Linked DNA regions of Danio rerio: region 2 is linked to region 1. A link is a contact called in public Hi-C data. All regions are on one chromosome and are shown on one strand. Each heading gives the region's core, a stretch centred on a gene start, on an enhancer-like site or on the middle of the called end of the contact. The rest is flanking DNA. Distances are from core to core; before and after follow the strand shown.

Region 1 (3,228 bases), core at 170-2,669:
GATTATTTAATGCAAATGAGTGTACATTTCCTGGAGAAAAAAAATGAAAAAAATTAAGAGAAACACTTTGCAATGATAGTTTGTTATTAGGACCTATGTTTGTTTATAAAATATTAGGCATTGACCTATGATTCTGACGGTATGATAACCTTGAATAAAAATATCACAGTTTCATGGTATTTTTATTACTGCTCTAAAATATATTCTTTTAAATGTCTGGGTAAAAAAATACTTTTTTTTTCTCTTGAACGCAATATATTTTATTTTAAGAAACATTTAAAATATTTTGGTACAGTAAACATGTCAGGCTAAATAATTCAAAGCAATCATTGACTTCTGCTGTCATCATTAGTTTCAAAAACACTGATTTCTTTATCATTTTAAACAGCATCTTAGGATATCTTTTCTGCTGGAAATACTTTAGTCCTATAAAACAAAACAAAAAATAAATAAATAAATAAATAAAGTTTTTTATGTATATCAGAGGAATAATATAACAGAAAATGTTGGCGGTTTTAAAACCGAGGTATACAGTACCTTGACAACGGTTAGCGTCCTGTGCCTATTTTTTATTTTATTTTACTGAATAAATGAATAAATTCTTTAAAAAATAAAACAATAAAAATAATTTAAATCTTAATTTGAAACTATTTAGTGTAAAAATGTCAGTGTATTATTAAAATCTACATTTAATTTTGCAGAATAAAACATTTTTTAATAAAGTTAAATAAAATATATCTCTTTCTGATTCTTAAACCTTTGAACAGTATTACTGCATTATTAAAAGTACACTCGTTAATCATACAAATGTATTATTTAAGTACACTTCCAGCCATCCCAGTGGACACCTTGATGTAAACAAAAACATCAGAATGAAAGCGTTTAAAATGCTAATCAATTTGATGACAATTAACTACCTTTATATCAAATTGACATACAACTCTGGTGTCCAAAATCTTTTTGACCGTAATGTAAGATGTTAATTTGATATCATTTTTGACATAAAAGTTACATAAATTGTAGAGATACAAAATGCAGTGTAATTTTAGAACTTGGGCTTCAAGCTTTCAGATAAAGAATAAACAACTCTCTCATGTCATAATACTTTTATGTCATTATTTTGTTGGTCAAAAGGCCATCAATGTGTGGATGTTAAGTAGACGCCAAGATTTTGACATCAAATTGATTTGCATTTTGTCAAGTTTTTTTGTCATTTTTACATCAAGGTACCCACTGGTATAAAAAAAAAAATCTCTCAGAATGCCGTTCTATTTGAATTTAGATCCAAATATTCAGAACAATTTCAGGAATGAACCGAATTCGACAACTCAATTTCAAAGGCGTTCTCATTTGGCTACAGAATAGCCTGCAACCCAGTTCAGCCCTTGACATGAAGTCTCCAGTTACAAGCTTCGTCATGGGGAAACGCGTGAAGATGCTGTAAACAAAAGGCAGTGAAGTACGGAGGAGCAGGACCGAGCGGGACACAGCGCTTTGTAAACACACGGCCTTCAGCTGTTTCTCTCTCACGAGACACTTTGTTTACTTGAAATGTTCTCAAGCAGTTTGTTTACTCTTGTCTTCATAAAGCTTCAAGCTACTCCGCGCGTCTTCTCCAGAGAAAAAAAATCCACTACACATTTTTCTCGTTCCGTGTTTATAGTCTGTGTGTGCTTCATTTCATGTTTCACGGCAGATTTTCATGCTTGTACTGTATGTGCAATCCGGCTGTATTTTCATATATGACGAAACGTTTCGTAATCTCACTTCTGCTGCTCTCAATTCCATCACTGATGACCGACGGGCACTATCGCCCAACGCTTGCGCAACTTAAATGTTGCTTCAAACGTAGTCGATTCTCCCTCTCAGTAAACAGTAGTTAATGGAGACTGACTTATTTTTTGTTTTTGTTTTGTTTTTTTTTTTGTGTTGGCAGTGCCAGCGGTATGGATGCGTTGAAGATTGAAGAGATGGAGAAGATGTTGAAGGAGGCGCAGCTGGAAAAAGCTCGGCTCATAGAGTCTAGAGTGAGTTGCAGTTGTCGATATGAAGTCGATATGGTAACAATATCCATCTGGGTGCATGTTTAATGAGTGTGTTCTGGGCGGCAGGAGCGAGAGACTCAGAGCCGTAAACTGATGCTGGAGGAGGAGCGGAGGAGGAGAGAGGAGGCCGAGAAGAGGCTGCAGGAGGAGACGCTGCACAGACAGCAGCTCATCGAGAAGGAGGTCAAGATGAGGGCCAGAAACTTCTCTCAGGTGAGCAGTCAAAGATCAGCGACGGGCCGGACGTCCGACTGATTTAATATGGACTGCTGTTTTATGCTGTTAAGTGTATTTAATTTAATCAAATTTTATTTTATTTTATTTTATTTGTATTTTTTATTTTATTTAGTTTTATTATTTTATTTAGTTTTATATTAATTTAATTTTGTTTAGTTTTTGTTTTATTTGGTTTTACTTTTTAAATTAAATTTTGATTTGATTAGATTTTTGCACTTGATTCTGATATATATCTAATATATATATATATATATATATATATATATATATATATATATATATAAAAGAAATAATTAATTTTAAAGACTTTTTGATTTAAAATAATTACTCAATAAAGCGAAATAACGTTTCTTAATTCCATTAGTAATTCAATTATATGACATTTGTAAATTTTTTACATTTATATTTTTAATTATAAAGTTACAATCAAAATTTTTAATATGTTTTCTAAAACTATAAAGGGATCATACAGAAAAGAGTTTTTTTTCTCATTCTTTTTACTTTGTTTTTAAAAACATGTTTATATATTCATTGGAAATTATTAATTTAAATAAAAAAAAATTCCAAAAATGTCATTCATACAGAGAAGTAACATTAATTAATTCAATTTGTAATATAATTAAATGAAATTTGTAGTGTATCTTTATTAGTAAAGTAATATTTAAAATGCAAATAAAAATGCAGCAAATAATATAAAGTTAAAGTTATAAGTTTACATGTTTTCTAAAACAATGTAAAAGGAATCCTAAATATACATTTGTTTTATTTAGTTTGTTGTAACATAAGCTATTACTGACATTGCATAGATTGAATATTAAAAGCTAAATTAAACACATAAATAAATTAAAAAAATTTACAAGTGAACATTTTTTACCTTTTTTTTTATTTCTGCATGTTGATTATACATTTTTTCCCCAAATTTCTGTTTAACGGAGAGAAGATTTTT
Region 2 (3,203 bases), core at 202-2,701, 120 kb before region 1:
AGCTATAGCTGCCGGCAGCTAACAATTCTTTTATAGCAGGCTGCATTAAAGCAGGGGTGCCCAAACTTTTTCTTATGAAGGGCCAAAATCCAAGCTTGATTGAGAGCTGTGGGCCAAAAGTAAATAGGTAATTTCCTAATTTATTTCATAAAATCTATAGATAAATAGAAATGAAATACTTCAAATGTATTTTCTATTCATTTATTCATTCATTCATTCATTTTTCTTCAGCTTAGTACCTTTATTCAGAGGTTGGCACAACAGAATAAGCTATCAACTTTTCGAGCATATGTTTTACACAGCGGATGCCCTTGCAGTCGCAACTCAGTATTGGGAAACACCATACACACATTTACACTCATACACTACTGCCAATTTAGTTTATTCAATTTACAGCATGTGTTTGGACTAGGCATGGGCTGGTATAAGATTCTGATAGTATGATAACCTTAGATATAATTATCATGGTTTCACGGTATAACCGTATTGTGATTACTGCTCTAAAATATTATTATTATTTTTAAATGACTGGGTAAAAAAAAAATCCCCTTTGAAAACAATATATTTTGTATTTTGAAAGATTTATGATATTTTGGAACAGTGAACATGTAAATCTAAATAACTCAAATCAATCATTGACTTCTGCTGTCTTCAAAAACACAGATTTCATTACTATATAAATGGCGTATTTGGATATTTTTTTCTGCTGTAGATTCTGTTGTCCTAAAAAACAAACAAAAAATGTAAATAAAAAATCATACATATGCCTTTGGAACTGTATCACAGAAAATTTTGGCGGTTTTAAAACCTTGACTTTTCCAAACAGCGGTATACCTTGAAAACGGTTATTATCCCATGTCTAGATTGGACTGTGGGGGAAACCGGAGCACCTGGAGGAAACCCACACGAACACAGGGAGAACATGCAAACTCCACACTGAAATGTCAACTAGCCCAGCTAGGACTTGAACCAGCGACTTTCCTGCTGTGATGCGACAGTGCTAACCACTGAACCACCTTGTCGCCCCCTTATTTAATAAATTTTTTAAATGTGTATATTGTTAACTAATCACAATTTTGTTAACTAATCACAATAAAACTTAAAAAAAAAAAATTTACCACTCCAAACAATGGAGTTCAATGCCAAAATATAGTAGTCATGCTGAACCTGCCTTTATCTTGATTTGCACACTGTTGTCTTCTGCTTTGTCCCCTATTCGTTAAGTGACAGTATGTACATTTAAAAAAACATTTAATGGAAACATTTAATTTTAGTTTGCTTTTTTGTAGCTCAACAATAGAACAAATAAACAAACAAAAGGTTCATTAAAATAGAAATGACAAACTCTGTTAAGACATGTTAGAAGGCATTCCCCAACCCATCCTATTCATTTTCCATCTGGCGAGCCAAATCAAAGGATACAAAGGGCCAACTTTGGCCCGCAGGCCAGTTTGGGCATCTCTGCTTTAAAGCAAGACATTTTTAATGCTTTCACTTGGAATTGTATTTTCTACTAAAGCATTGTTTTTATATACTCATGGACATTTGACAGACTTAACAGAAGACATTTAAAAGGTTAAATGAACCTATTGCATCATCACCATGGTGAGCCAATAGTAGTTTGGAAGTGTTTATGAGCTGAAGTAACTTTTCTGGGAAGTTGACAAGCTGATTCCTGTTTTGGCTGAAATGACATCATACTCATAAGCTTTGGTGCCATTTCTGTAAATGACACAACTGCACATTTGATCCAGTACTGCTCAGTGATGAAATGTATGATGCATTTCCTCGTGGAGGGCAATTTTTTATTGTATACTAATCATAAATAATTATGGTTGCTACATATATATATATATATATATATATATATATATATATATATATATATATATATATATATATATATATATATATATATCAGTTCCCTTAAACTGTTTGAGTTACCTTAACTTTTTGGGTTTTACAGTATATATATATATATATATATATATATATATATATATATATATATATATATATATATATATATATATATATATATATATATATATATATATATATATAAATATATATATATATATATATATACTGTAAAACCCAAAAAGTTAAGGTAACTCAAACCGTTTAAGGGAACTGATTGCAACAAACCATTTAAGTTCAAAAACTAATCCTAATTACTTAAGTACCGTAAACTTAATCCATTTGAGTAAGAAGCAATTTGAGCACTATAAAACCCAATAAATGGAGAACTCAAACCAACTTAGAAGTGTAAAACCAATAAAGGCAACTCAAACCGTTTGAGAAAACCGATTGCTACTAACCATTTGAGTTAAAAAATGAATCTATATGAGTACTGGGAACTCACTCCATTTAAGTTGAAGTAATGAGGTATGAGGTAACATATTACCTTCAACACTGAGATCAAAAGTCTTTAAATTAGTAAAATTAACTTTCAGTAAATTTTGAGTTAACTACACTCATTTCATTTGATACAGTTGACTAAAGTAACAACTAAAGTTGTACAGTATATATACACATATATATATATATATATATATATATATATATATATATATAAATATATATATATATATATATATATATATATATATATATATATATATATATATATGTGTGTGTGTGTGTGTGTGTGTGTGTGTGTGTGTGTGTGTGTGTGTGTGTATTAACAGTGTAGTGTATTATAACAGTGTATTAACAGTGTATAACTTCTGCTACCCACAAATCAGGTAATCAGCTAGACCTTATTTACACATGACATTGCTTCACTGATCAAACACTAGTAACTCCACTACAAATATCGGATCATTTCCTTCTGTTCCTCAACATCTACATTACTCCTGAGCCGCCACACACTCCAACACTGGTTGCCTTTCGCAGAAAACTATGCTCTCTCTCACCCAATAGATTATCTATCATTGTTTCAGACTCTCTTCCTCCATCTTGCAAACTCTCTGCACTTGATACGAACAGTGCCACTGATACACTCTGCTCCACACTAGCATCATGTCTAGACAAATTATGTCCTCTTACATCCAGGCCAGCCCGTGCCAGTCCTCCTGCACCCTGGCTCTCGGATGCTCTCTGTGAGCATTGCTCAAAACTTCGGGCTGAAGAGAGAATTTGGCGGAAAACTAAAAATCCTGCACAGCTCTTAACATACCAAACTCTTCTGTCCTCTTTCT

Evidence for each region. A called contact is a pair of places that touch in the nucleus more often than the background predicts.
Region 2: a contact with region 1 is called in a Hi-C map of embryo, with 3 times the contacts expected there. The contact joins two enhancer-like sites. A contact is called at or near these places in 6 of 18 Hi-C or Micro-C datasets (caudal fin, embryo, gastrula embryo and 2 more) and 1 of 4 datasets of contacts at active chromatin or transcription factors (caudal fin).

The regions. Positions count from the first base shown.
Region 1 is chr15:20,398,157-20,401,384 of GRCz12tu, reverse strand. phldb1b (pleckstrin homology-like domain, family B, member 1b) reads left to right here. Exons shown (of 20, transcript XM_073923547.1): 16 at 1,937-2,027; 17 at 2,112-2,258. Among named protein-coding and RNA genes, the nearest start is that of atf5b, 90 kb to the right of the region's middle. Within about 2 kb of position 1,419, at least 3 of the 62 cell types and tissues checked have an H3K27ac peak or open chromatin away from gene starts, as enhancers often do.
Region 2 is chr15:20,521,754-20,524,956 of GRCz12tu, reverse strand. All of the region lies in intron 1 of phldb1b (pleckstrin homology-like domain, family B, member 1b), which reads left to right. Among named protein-coding and RNA genes, the nearest start is that of phldb1b, 11 kb to the left of the region's middle. Within about 2 kb of position 1,451, at least 3 of the 62 cell types and tissues checked have an H3K27ac peak or open chromatin away from gene starts, as enhancers often do.